Regions from separate parts of the Mus musculus genome. Here region 1 is linked to region 2. Evidence: chromatin contacts called from public promoter capture Hi-C data. All regions are on one chromosome and are shown on one strand. Each heading gives the region's core, a stretch centred on a gene start, on an enhancer-like site or on the middle of the called end of the contact. The rest is flanking DNA. Distances are from core to core; before and after follow the strand shown.

Evidence for each region. Promoter capture Hi-C pulls out the DNA fragments that hold promoters and counts their contacts.
Region 1: a contact with region 2 is called in a promoter capture Hi-C map of liver, with 6 times the contacts expected there. The contact joins the promoter of Drd1 here to the promoter of Nxnl2 in region 2.

The regions. Positions count from the first base shown.
Region 1 is chr13:54,052,043-54,058,042 of GRCm38.p6, forward strand. It overlaps Drd1 (dopamine receptor D1), which reads right to left and starts at 3,616. Exons shown (of 2, transcript NM_010076.3): 1 at 3,519-3,616; 2 at 1-2,571. The coding sequence starts at 2,151. The coding sequence ends at 811.
Region 2 is chr13:51,167,504-51,172,896 of GRCm38.p6, forward strand. It overlaps Nxnl2 (nucleoredoxin-like 2), which reads left to right and starts at 3,522. Exons shown (of 2, transcript NM_029173.4): 1 at 3,522-4,121. The coding sequence starts at 3,820.

The DNA.
Region 1 (6,000 bases), core at 2,366-4,865, 2.9 Mb after region 2:
CACAATAGTAGCTTCTTTTTTAAAAAACATATCTTTCCAAAATATTTTTAGGGGCAGAGCATTGGTAGTGTTAGTCACTTCTTACCTTGTGTTTATTTGTGTCTGTGTTGAGTTAAGGAACCACCACATCAGCCTTTGCTGCCTTCCCAGAAGTCATTCCCAGCTCAGAATCTCAGAGTCTATGTGTACTGTTTCATTGGCTCATGAAGTGCTAGTACAATGGACAGTTCAGTCTCTGATTTAACATTGGTTCGGTCTATTAAATAAGCTAAATATAGGTTCACTATGATAAATTTAAAATATCCATATAATACAATAAATAAATAAATAAATAAATAAATAAATAAATAAAACCATTATCAACAATGCATCTGTCAATTCTGAGAAAGAAAAAAAAAAAAGAAATCCCACTCTTGCTGTAAGGCTCAATTATTGTCAGAGAAGTTAATTAACAAAGGCATGCACCTACCTTTACAATCTGAAAACTGCTTGGACAGTTTTAGCACCTGTTTGGATACAGCAAACAACTCTCACACTTCCTTCCTGGAAAGTTTGATTTTTAAGTGAAGCTGTTTACAGTTGACTTTTGGCCCTATTATTTTTTTAAATATATATATATAGAGTGTCCTAAGATAATGCTTCAAAAAGGATTTCAGAGCCTAAGTCATTTCCCTTGTGGCTAGAGAATACACTGGAGTCAGTGAGTTGGAGAAGTTCTGTAACTGTCCAAAAGCAGCAGAGGGGTCTCGTGTTAATTTCTTAACAGCAAGCCCTAGGGAACTCATAGCTTCAGAGATGAGAACCCAATATTCAGGTTGAATGCTGTCCGCTGTGGGTAACGGGTTGGATCTTTTCTAGAGAGACATCGGTGTCATAGTCCAATATGACCGATAAGGCCGGGGACAGCTTCTCCAGTGGCTTAGGTATGCCACCGGCCTCCTCCCTCTTCAGGTCCTCAGAGGAGCCCACAGCATGAGGGATCAGGTAAACCAGATTACAGTCCTTGGAGATGGAGCCTCGGGGCTCATGGTGGCTGGAAAACATCACAGCCCCGTTGTTGTTGATGCTTACAGTCTCTATGGCATTATTCGTTGTAGGGCAGAGTCTATAGCATCCTAAGAGGGTCGAGAATGCCTTCTGAAAATCGGCATTAAAAGCATAAATAATGGGGTTCAGGGAGGAATTCGCCCAGCCAAACCACACAAATACATCGAAGGTGATGGAATCAATGCAGAATGGCTGGGTCTCCTCAGAGCCACAGAAGGGCACCATACAGTTCGAAATGAAGAAAGGGAGCCAGCAGCACACGAATACCCCCATGATCACAGACAGTGTCTTCAGGACTTTAGTCTCCCTCTTAAAGGACATCTTAAAGGAACTTTCTGATTGAGAGCATTCGACAGGGTTTCCATTACCTGTGGTGGTCTGGCAGTTCTTGGCATGGACTGCTGCCCTCTCCAAAGCTGAGATGCGCCGGATTTGCTTCTGGGCAATCCTGTAGATACTGGTGTAAGTGACGATCATAATGGCTACGGGGATGTAAAAGCTTATGAGGGAGGATGAAATGGCGTATGTCCTGCTCAACCTCGTGTCACAGTTGTCATCCTCGGCATCTTCCAGGGAAGTAAAATTGCCATCCAAGGGCCATGTAGGTTTTGCCTTGTGCCAGCTTAGCTGCACTGGAATGAAGGATATGAGAACAGACAAAGTCCATGCTACGCTAATCAGGATGAAGGCTGCCTTCGGAGTCATCTTCCTCTCATACTGGAAAGGGCTGGAGATAGCCCAATACCTGTCCACGCTGATCACACAGAGGTTAAGGATGGATGCCGTGGAGCACATGATGTCAAAGGCTACCCAAATGTTACAAAAGGACCCAAAGGGCCAAAAGCCAGCAATCTCAGCCACAGCTTTCCAGGGCATGACCAAGACAGCCACCAAGAGATCTGACACAGCTAAAGAGATGACAAAGAAGTTGGTCACCTTGGACCGCAGGTGTCGAAACCTGATGACAGCGGCACAGACAAGGGTATTCCCTAAGAGAGTGGACAGGATAAGCAGGGACAGAAAACAGGCTGTGAGGATGCGAAAGGAGAAGTCCCTCTCCACTGGCAGGCCAGTCTCATCCATGGTAGAAGTGTTAGGAGCCATCTTCCAGAAGGAAAGCACTTCCGGTGGCTTAGCCCTCACGTTCTTGGCCAGGCTTAGCCAGACTTCCCCCAATCACTCACCACCCAGCCCCTTCTCCAGCCCCAGTTGCTGTCTGGACAAAAGCACAATGGTGTTCCATCAGGAGCATCTCCATAGCAATCCAAGCCATACCAGGAAGAAGAGCCGCTTGCTTTCCACCTGTCTTCTGGGTTCAGTGCTCCAGGTCGCTGTTCCCTGGCATCCGCTGGTCCCTAGATTCCCCAAGGAATGCATAGGCTTTTAAGCATACTCTAAGAGTCTGGGGCCTCTTCCTGGTCAATCTCAGTCACTTTTCGGGGATGCTGCCTCTTCTTCTGAGACACAGCCTAAAATACATGCATTTCTCCTTCAAGCCCCTGGTGCCACATCTCTCCAAATGCCCTAAAAAGCAAAGGGAAACACAAAGTCGTTCACCAATACTCTGTGCAGACCTCCTATTTGGCTACACAAAATCTCAGCCCATCACCCCCTGGACAAGTCCATCAAGACCACCTACCTTGCTTTAGAGTCACTTCTCCCAAAACCCCTGGACTCAACGAGTCCCTCCAGCAGAGCAAGTGTTCCCCCTCCTCATGCAGAAAAATCTCTGGGATGGATTTGGGAAAGGAATCCCAGGCCAGGTGCCAGGGAAGCGGCGCCCCTCCTGCTACCTTGCCCACCTACAGATTGCTGCCCCCGCCCCCAGGAGGGTTCTCGGAGCTTCCTTGGGAGAGGAACCTCCAGGACTGGAACAGCTTCTGTCCTGTCTGAGGAAGCCCAGCTCTGGGCACCCCTTTGGCTCCTCGTTCTTAGGGCAGGACCCTGAGCCTCCTTGGGGAGCCACCCGCTCGCTCCCTGTCAGCAGTGGCAGGAGCTCCAGGCAAGCACAACAGCTCGAGCGAGCGAGGGCACCGGCCGGCTGGGTTCCAGCGGGGCACAGCCCACCCCGCCTCCGCGTCCCCTCCCGGCCCCGGTGGTGGGCTGAGCTTGACAGGCAGAGTGGCGGGCGACAGCCACACGTGGTTCACTGAAGGCACAGCTGGAGCAGGGGTGTGGGACGCCTACCTAATCGCTGTGCCCTCTCTGGCTACCTGATCCCCCCACCCCTCCCCGGGGGACCCTGGCACAAGACAGAACCTGAGGAACAAATCCTGATGCTCAAATCAAGTAAACCAAACTCTCGTTCAGCGCCTCTCCGGGTCAACTCCAAGTTCCACCCAAAGCTCGGGGTCAGAGCTGACCCTACCCACACCCACGCCCTGCTAGTCCTGGACACTGCCCACGTCGCTGAGTTGTCACTGAGTGCCCCGCAGCAGGGGTACGGGAAGCCCCAGGACGAGAGTGCTCACCGATCTGGGAGACCACGCTCCCCGACTCCGCCAACCCTGCGCCCTCTCCTGTGCCGCTCGCTCTGCTCTCCGCGCTCCGCCCGCCAAGGCGCTTCTGCGGTCAACTCACGAGTGCAGCCCGTGACCCGCGCCCCACAAGCACCCCAAACACGGTGCCGCACTCTCAGCAGGTACCCGGCGCCCTCTGCCGGGGCCTCTGGTTTCCTACACCCCGCCTGCGCCCTAGCAGGTTCAGATCACAGGGGCCTCAGCCAGTGTGTGTAACCAAGATGCAGGGCCTCGACCATGCTTTTCCCTGTCCCCTTCTGCCAGAATCTGGACGGTGAGAGGCAGGTCTTCCGCGCTCTAGCCTCCCTCGTTTGAAATGCCCCTAAAAACTCACAAGAATAAGAAGTCCCTTTGGCTAGCATTTTATTCTCTAAGCCATGATTTTCCTTTTGTGTCCCCTGTGTGCCAAGGCTGGAGCAGCAGTGAGAACAACATGTCAACTTATTGTGCAAGTGATCAGAGACCTGGCATAAACTCAGCAGCCTCTGTGTCCCCTAAACACACACACACACACACACACACACACACACCTCATGATGTTCGACATCTTGCAAAACTCCTTCCTTATTGGCTTGCACAGCTTCATTTCATCTGTGTGGACAGTGATGCTCAGAAAGACTGTGGGCTCTACTCCACGTTAACACAGTAGCTAATGAAGATGGTGGCCTGTCTGCCTGACTGTCGCTTGCACAGCCGTGTCTAGGATGGAGCCCACTATCTAAACAATTAGCACAGGGATAAAGCAGAGACAGGAATGTGTGGCCTCAGAGACGTTTAGTGCATAGACGCAGCCCCAGAGTGCCTTCCCATCTGTGTGAAAAGAGATTAAGTATGGAACTTGGAAATCACTTTGCCTGGACTCCTGTGCTTACTGATGTAAAAATTAAATGAAATACTTATTTAAGAGTTGGGACCAGATATGGACTCAGTCAGTCCTTGGTGGCCAGAAATTCTTCAGAGACCAGTTAAAAAAAAAAAAAAAAAAAAAAAAAAAAAAGGTAGTAGTCTTGTCTCCATGAGAACCACACACCACACTGAATGCCCGAATTTTCTCTATACAACCTAAATAGCTCTCCTAATTAGCCAGCAGAAATCATATCTTGGTTTTGGATGTAGTCAAATGATTGACACCAGTCCTCCTCCACCTGTGCTCCCGGTTTGTCCTCCCACTGGCAGTCTTGCTGCCACACACCAAGTTCCACAGACTGGTGATCAGACATATACCCCAAGAACCACATGCCTTTAGAATGGTGGCTCTCAACTTTCCTAATGCTGCAATATGTGGCAACCCCCAACCAAAAAATTATTTTGTTGCACTCTATAACTGTAATTTTGCTAGTGTTATAAATCATACTATAAATATGTGATATGCAGGCTGTCTGTTATGTGACCCCCCCCCCCCCCACACACACACACATACACATAAGGGGTCAAAATTCACACATTGAGAAACTCTGCTTTAGAGCCGTGAGTCAGCACAGGGTAAAACCCTCAGGGGATTCTCATCCCTGAAGCAGTCGCTCTCTACGCAATTGGAACTTTGTTTCACCATACTTCTTCATTTTTGACCAGCGAACACAAATTAGAGGATGTTTCCAGTCCAAGATGGTTGTGTGAGTCTGGAATTGCAACTCCTCTTGCTCTTCCTACCCTGCAATTCCCTGAAATGAGGAAGATGAGGACAAAGGGCCCTCTGGACGCGCAGGAAGCTGTGGAAACTTTAGGGATCCTTTAGGGCAGGACTGAGCACGCTGGAGGAGGGAGGACTCCCTCAGGGAGGGAAAGTGCTCCTCCAGCTAGCACTTGAAGAAGAAGCAACAATGTAGTAACACTTAGGATTGTAACAAGGAAGCTGGAGGTGACCTGAGGGCAATTTGAGGAGTAAGACTTCCCCTAATGACTTGCCAAGGACTCTGGAAAATGGCCACTGCTCTTTAAAGTAGAATGACAGCCATACTAAAGCTGCCTCTGGTGGCATCGTTTTGCCTGCAATGCCAGTCCGCAGCAGAAGAATTCATATAGAATGGGAGGAAAGGCTAGTCGTGGTGCACTGGACAACCTTGGTTTCTTCCAACACTCGTAGCTACTCAGAGAGATCTCTGGTTGAAAATGCCTCTAACCAGCCCAAACCTGTTTTCTTCTTCTTCAATGTCAGTTATCGCTTTGCTCATGATATTTCTCCACCCCAGGAAAATGTCAGCCATTTTGATATACAAGCATCAGGCTGTCTACTTTCCTGAAGAAATCAACAGGCAAAGAGAAGACGCCTGTGAACAGCAGAGATGGGAGAAGGGAGAGAATTACTCCAAAAGAGTTGAATTGTTTCTCCTTCGTGGGAAATGAGTGTGTTGGATTATTTCTCTATGGTCCTGTCATTTGGAAACAGGCACCCAGGACCCTTTCCTGTCAGGCTTAGCTCACTGGCATGTGAACC
Region 2 (5,393 bases), core at 2,272-4,771:
GAAACTGCTGACGGACTCCTCTCAGCTCCTCCCAGTTGTCTATGCCTTTCCTCTTCCCAAAAGGGTCACGAACCATCACGGAACAGCACCTCCATTCGATCATCTTCCCTGGCCAAGCCCACTTGACCCACACATCAGACAGACTGAGCCAGCAGGAGGAGGCCTCCAGCTATTTCTGGCTTATTCAGTGCTGAGATGTGAAGGCTCTGTTACCTAGGAGTCTCTCACCTCACGCACCTGGACCCCTCTGGCCACTGAACATTAAGCACATTCCCCCTCCCCCAGGCTCTTTCATACAATGTTCAAAATATACGTTTCCCCCCCCCCCTTCTTCCTTCATTATTTAAAAAATGATCTTAAGTAGCCCAGGCTGGCCCCAGACTCATACAAAGTGGAGGATGACTTTAAATTGATTCTCCTGCCTCCCCCTCCCAAGTGCTGGGACCGCAAGGTACACCTGGTTTATAAGGAGCTGGGATGAAGCCCAGGGCCTTGTGCATGTTAGACCAGCACTCTATCAACTGAGCAATCTTCGCAGGCCCGCTTCATTTTCCTTCTCTGGATCAGAAGGCCATCTGGAGATTAGTCCAGATAGAAAGACGGGGAAACAGCTAAGCAGGCGTGGGGAAGGACAAGCCCCATACTCTGACCACCTGTGTCTGGCTGAGCCAAGAGTTTTGACACAGCACACTGGAGGCTCACCCACACAGAGACTACACACAAACAGAACGCTCGCTCCCTCACTGAAAATATCACAGGATTAAGCCATCCAGTGAGCCATGCTCAAGATCAAAACAGGTCTGGATCTTTCTGTGACCTTGAAAAGCAAAATTGTCACTTCTGTCTCCGACCAGCAGAAAAGAGCGATGACACAGCGTTCTTCTCAAAGCAGTTTATTCAGGAATCTTTCAACATGCAAGCAGGACTCTCCTCTAGCCCCCAATCGCAATCCCTTATATAACCCCTCAACCACACCCCATCAGCCCAGTCCGCGTAATCTCAGTTCATTGGCCTTCGTCAAATGGCCTGATCTTGCGTCATGGTGAACCTGAGCAGCTCTCACGATGGACGTGGCTTATTTTCAGGTGTATGAGGAAGTCAGGTGCAAGGCATAAGACTTGGCTGCAGTCCTGGGTGCCATGTTGGGACTACCGTCACACCCGCTCCCCACACAAAATTACTTTGATTTTTAAAAAGTTTTTTTTTTTTTTTTGATTAACCGAATCTTCTGCTCAGATACAATCCTGTCTGTGAATCAGCTTATAATTTTACCTACAGGGGAAAAAAACCCAAAAGCAAACAAACAAAAAACTTGTGGACTCAGCCTGTGTTAAGAGGCCTTTCTATTCGTGTAGAGGATTAGAGATCCAAGAGCCCAAAGCACGTGGCTCACAACTGCTTCTAACTCCAGCGTCAGGGGAGCCGATGCTCGCTTCTGGCTTCTACGGGCACCCGTACAACCGAAAGACACATCAATAGTTCTAAAATAAACCTTTTAACAAAAACCTCACATCTTACAACAAGGAAATAAGACCAAGGACACTTTTTTTCTTTTTAGTTTCCCTCAGCTTTGGTAAATGGAGAACATATTAAAATTGGAACACCGAATGCTAAATCACATTGACAACAGTTAGCTCCTGTTCTGATGCCGCACTTGACTTGGCTCAAGTGTGTCCGTCCTTCTTCATCAATAAACTTGAAGCTTTGCTTGAAGCTCTGACTCTTTGAAGTGCTGTGGTTTGCATAGAGAGGCAGGAGGCAGGAGGATAACCTTTGGGAGTAAGATTGCTCCTTCCACTGAGATCAGGGGACAAACTCAGGTGGTCAGGCTTAGAACTTAACCACAAATATCTAAAGCCACAGAGCCAGCTTGCTGGCCCCTGAAGTTCTACATCGAAAGTCACGATCCCTCCAAGTCTCTACAGAGTCCACTGAAGCTCTGAGAGGGGACCAGTCAAGTTGGGCACCCAGGCAATGTAGAGTCCCATCACCCCTGCAGATGATAGGCTGCCTCTGCGGGAGGGCAGCTGAAGGCTTCCAAAATCAGGCTGGACAGACATTCCATGGTGTCTGTTGAATAAGCTGACACTTGGCAGGTGCATAGGGGAAAACCACTCTTTAGCAGTTGATATGGGGATAGAAAAGTGACTACCGGTGAATGTGACAGGGTCGAGGGATTTAGTCCACCCCCACAGGGGAAAGGCAGGCGTAGCTCACTTACTGGAGATGAACAGGTCCTTGGAGGAATACACATGAGATAGAGGAGGCTCAGGCAGTTTGTCTGGGAATTGTGAAAGTCTCTGTCGATGGCAGTTCAGTTCTCTCGGCAAACCTGCCTTGAGGGCACAACGGGGAAGCACAGAGAAACCTCTCCTCGGTTTGCTGTTTTCAGAGTGCTTAGAACTCCAAACAACCAGCGCACCAAAGTGGCATGATCTGGGATCCTATATGCTGGTTTCCGTCACCGCCTCTAAGTTTCAATAATTTCCTACAACCTTTTTGCAATATGTTTTATTTATTCTTACTTTATGTGTATGAATGCGTTGCCCGCATTGTACCATATGTGTGCCTGGTGCCCTTAGAAGCCAGAAGAGGGTGTGTGATCCCTTAGAACTGGAGTTTCAGAAGTTTTGTAAGCCACCTTGAGGGTGCTGACAAAAGAACACGCGTCCTCGGCAAGAGCCACCAGCCAGCGCTCTTAATGACTCAGCCATCTTTCCAGATCCTACTCTTTAATTTTTAAAATACTGCTCTTGAGGGTTAGTTATCTAGATCCCTAAGGTTTTGGGTGTGCCGGTACACGCTGACCCACAAGAGTGCCTCCTCCAGCTTGGCAGGGAGCTGAAACTTTCTTACTGTAAAAACTTCTGGACCGTCACAGCGCCTGCGTATCTTTAGCACTCTGGCTCTCCTCCGTCAACGTTGAGATCTGCCCTCAATTTTCTTCCAGAACTCCAGGATATGGGCGGTGGAGGTATACATCCGGAACACAAGAGCCCAGGCTCCCCATAGCCTGCCTATTTCGATTAGAGGTAGAAGAACCCTTTAGCTTCCTCAACCCTTTTCAGAGGCCCTAAGCAGACACAACAGCTTCGGGGGTGGGGGGTGGGGGTGGGGGCTCCAGGCTCAATGAGGGAATGCTTTTCTGGATTGGGAGGGCGGATTGGAGATGGCCAGCTGGAGCCAGGAAAGCTGTAAGGCTTATCTAGGGCTGGAAGATTCTCCAAGGGAGGGTGAGGGGCGTGGCGTGGATGGAGGAGTAGGGGCAGTGGGCGGGGCAGAACCCTGGTGAGTCTAGGCTCTTTTGGGTGAGGTGGGGAGGGGCTGGTGGGCGGAACAGAACTCCGGTCCGCAGAACAGAGCAGGAGTGGATTAGGTGGTGTGGAACTGGGCCCGTGGGGTGGGATGGGGGCGTGGACCCGAACAAGCCTCGGATGTCCGGACTAGTTGTGGGTGAGCGAGACAGGATGCCGGTGGGCGGGGCGCAGGTGGAGCGGGGCAGGGCTCTGGTGGATGTTAAGGACTCTGGTGGGTAGAGAGGGTTTGCAAGGCAGGATAAAATAGAGGGTGGGAGAGGTTGATGGCGTGGCTCTGCTTTTTGGTGCGGGGCACCCAGCTGTCATCGCTGCTGTCGCAGCTTCTGGAGTGGCCACTGTGCTCTCTCCTCCCTTCGGCTCAAGGTGAGCTGTTCCAGCAGAAGGCGGGGCTGAGAGGCGCCTAGTGCTGCGGGAGGCTCAGTGTCATCTTCCAGCTAACAGGTGGCCGTGCAGCCCAGGGCTCGTCTCTCCACTGTGTCCTCTTCACGCCGAGCTCGTGGCGATGGTGGACGTGCTGGGCGGGCGGCGCCTGGTGACCCGGGAGGGCACGGTGGTGGAGGCCGAGGTGGCGCTGCAGAACAAGGTGGTAGCTTTGTACTTTGCGGCGGGCCGGTGCTCGCCCAGCCGCGACTTCACGCCGCTGCTCTGCGACTTCTACACGGAGCTGGTGAGCGAGGCGCGGCGGCCCGCTCCCTTCGAGGTGGTTTTCGTGTCGGCAGACGGCAGTGCGGAGGAGATGTTGGACTTCATGCGCGAGCTGCACGGCTCCTGGCTGGCATTGCCCTTCCACGACCCCTACCGGCAGTGAGTGGGGACCCAGGGGTCATGGGGCTGGCGCTCTGGCTCCCCCAGGACTGCACCTGTACCGTGCTATTGTTTCAGAGCCCTTAACTTTCTATCTGGCCTTTTTTGCTGTTCAGATCTCAATGTGGGCCAATTCCCCCGAATCTTGGTTTCAGCATCCACGGGGCTCCGGTCTGCCAGCGTTTTCTGCCTTTTACGATTGGAGTGTCAGGAATTCACATGTCTCAGGAGCCCCAGGACTGGTACTGATGCTGGCTGGCATCCCTTAGCTAGGCTCCTTGATCAGTGGGCAGAAGGAAGGGTGGGAAGCCACCCTCCTGACGCTGTGGATCCCCGCCTTATCCACAGAGCTGAGTTGGGGGGAGCGGATGTACCCCGGGAGAAGTGGGGAGGGCCTCATAGCGCTCATAGCGGGAAGAGCTAGGTCAAATATTAGCTAGCCATCTCTGCGACTTATTTTTACCTACAGCAATGGAGTTCCCTAACTACAGATGTTAGAGCAGGCAGGGCTTGAGAGTTTCAGGAGAAGAAGCAATAAAGGGTGAGAGGTGGGTATGGAAGAGTCCAGATGGAGATCTCATAACACACGTCCCCCAGACCTGCCCGCTTCTAGGACAGATGTCAGTTCCTGGGTATCCTTTAACTCTGGGTCCTGGCTTTGTTATCCAAGTTGCGATGCTACCGGTGAATCCTTTCTGGAAAACGAAGCAAAGCCAACTTTGAGATGTCCCATGGATTCATAATAACTAGAAGCCCCCTTATTCTCTCTCTGTGTGTATGTGTCCGTGTGTGCACGTTCACAAGTGTGCACTTGTGCATGCATGTCAGTAGACAACCTCTGCTATTATTTCGCAGATGTCACCACCTTGCTTTTTTGAGACAGGGCCTTGCACTCTCCTGTAATTCACTTAGCTGGCTAGGCTAGCGGGCCAGTGAGCCCTAGGACATCAGTCTCTGCCTTCTCAGCTCTGGGATTATGAGTGTTTTATATGTGGTTTTTCGGGACCGAATTTATGCCCTCATGCTCGCAAAGCTCTTTACTGTCGGAACCACCTCCCTGGGGGTTTCCTAAACTCATTCTCTTTGGTGATTCCCTGGGAGGTGGAGAACCCTGGGGAAGCTGCTTAGCCTTGGGGCAGGCTTGAGGCCTTACTCATGCTGGTACCATGAAAATCCCATTGATAGTAAGTCTAAGTGACAGCTGATCGCCTTTGCGTAAGGACTCCCTTGAGAACTGCTTCAAGGGCTGTGCTTTAAAATGTGACTTGACTC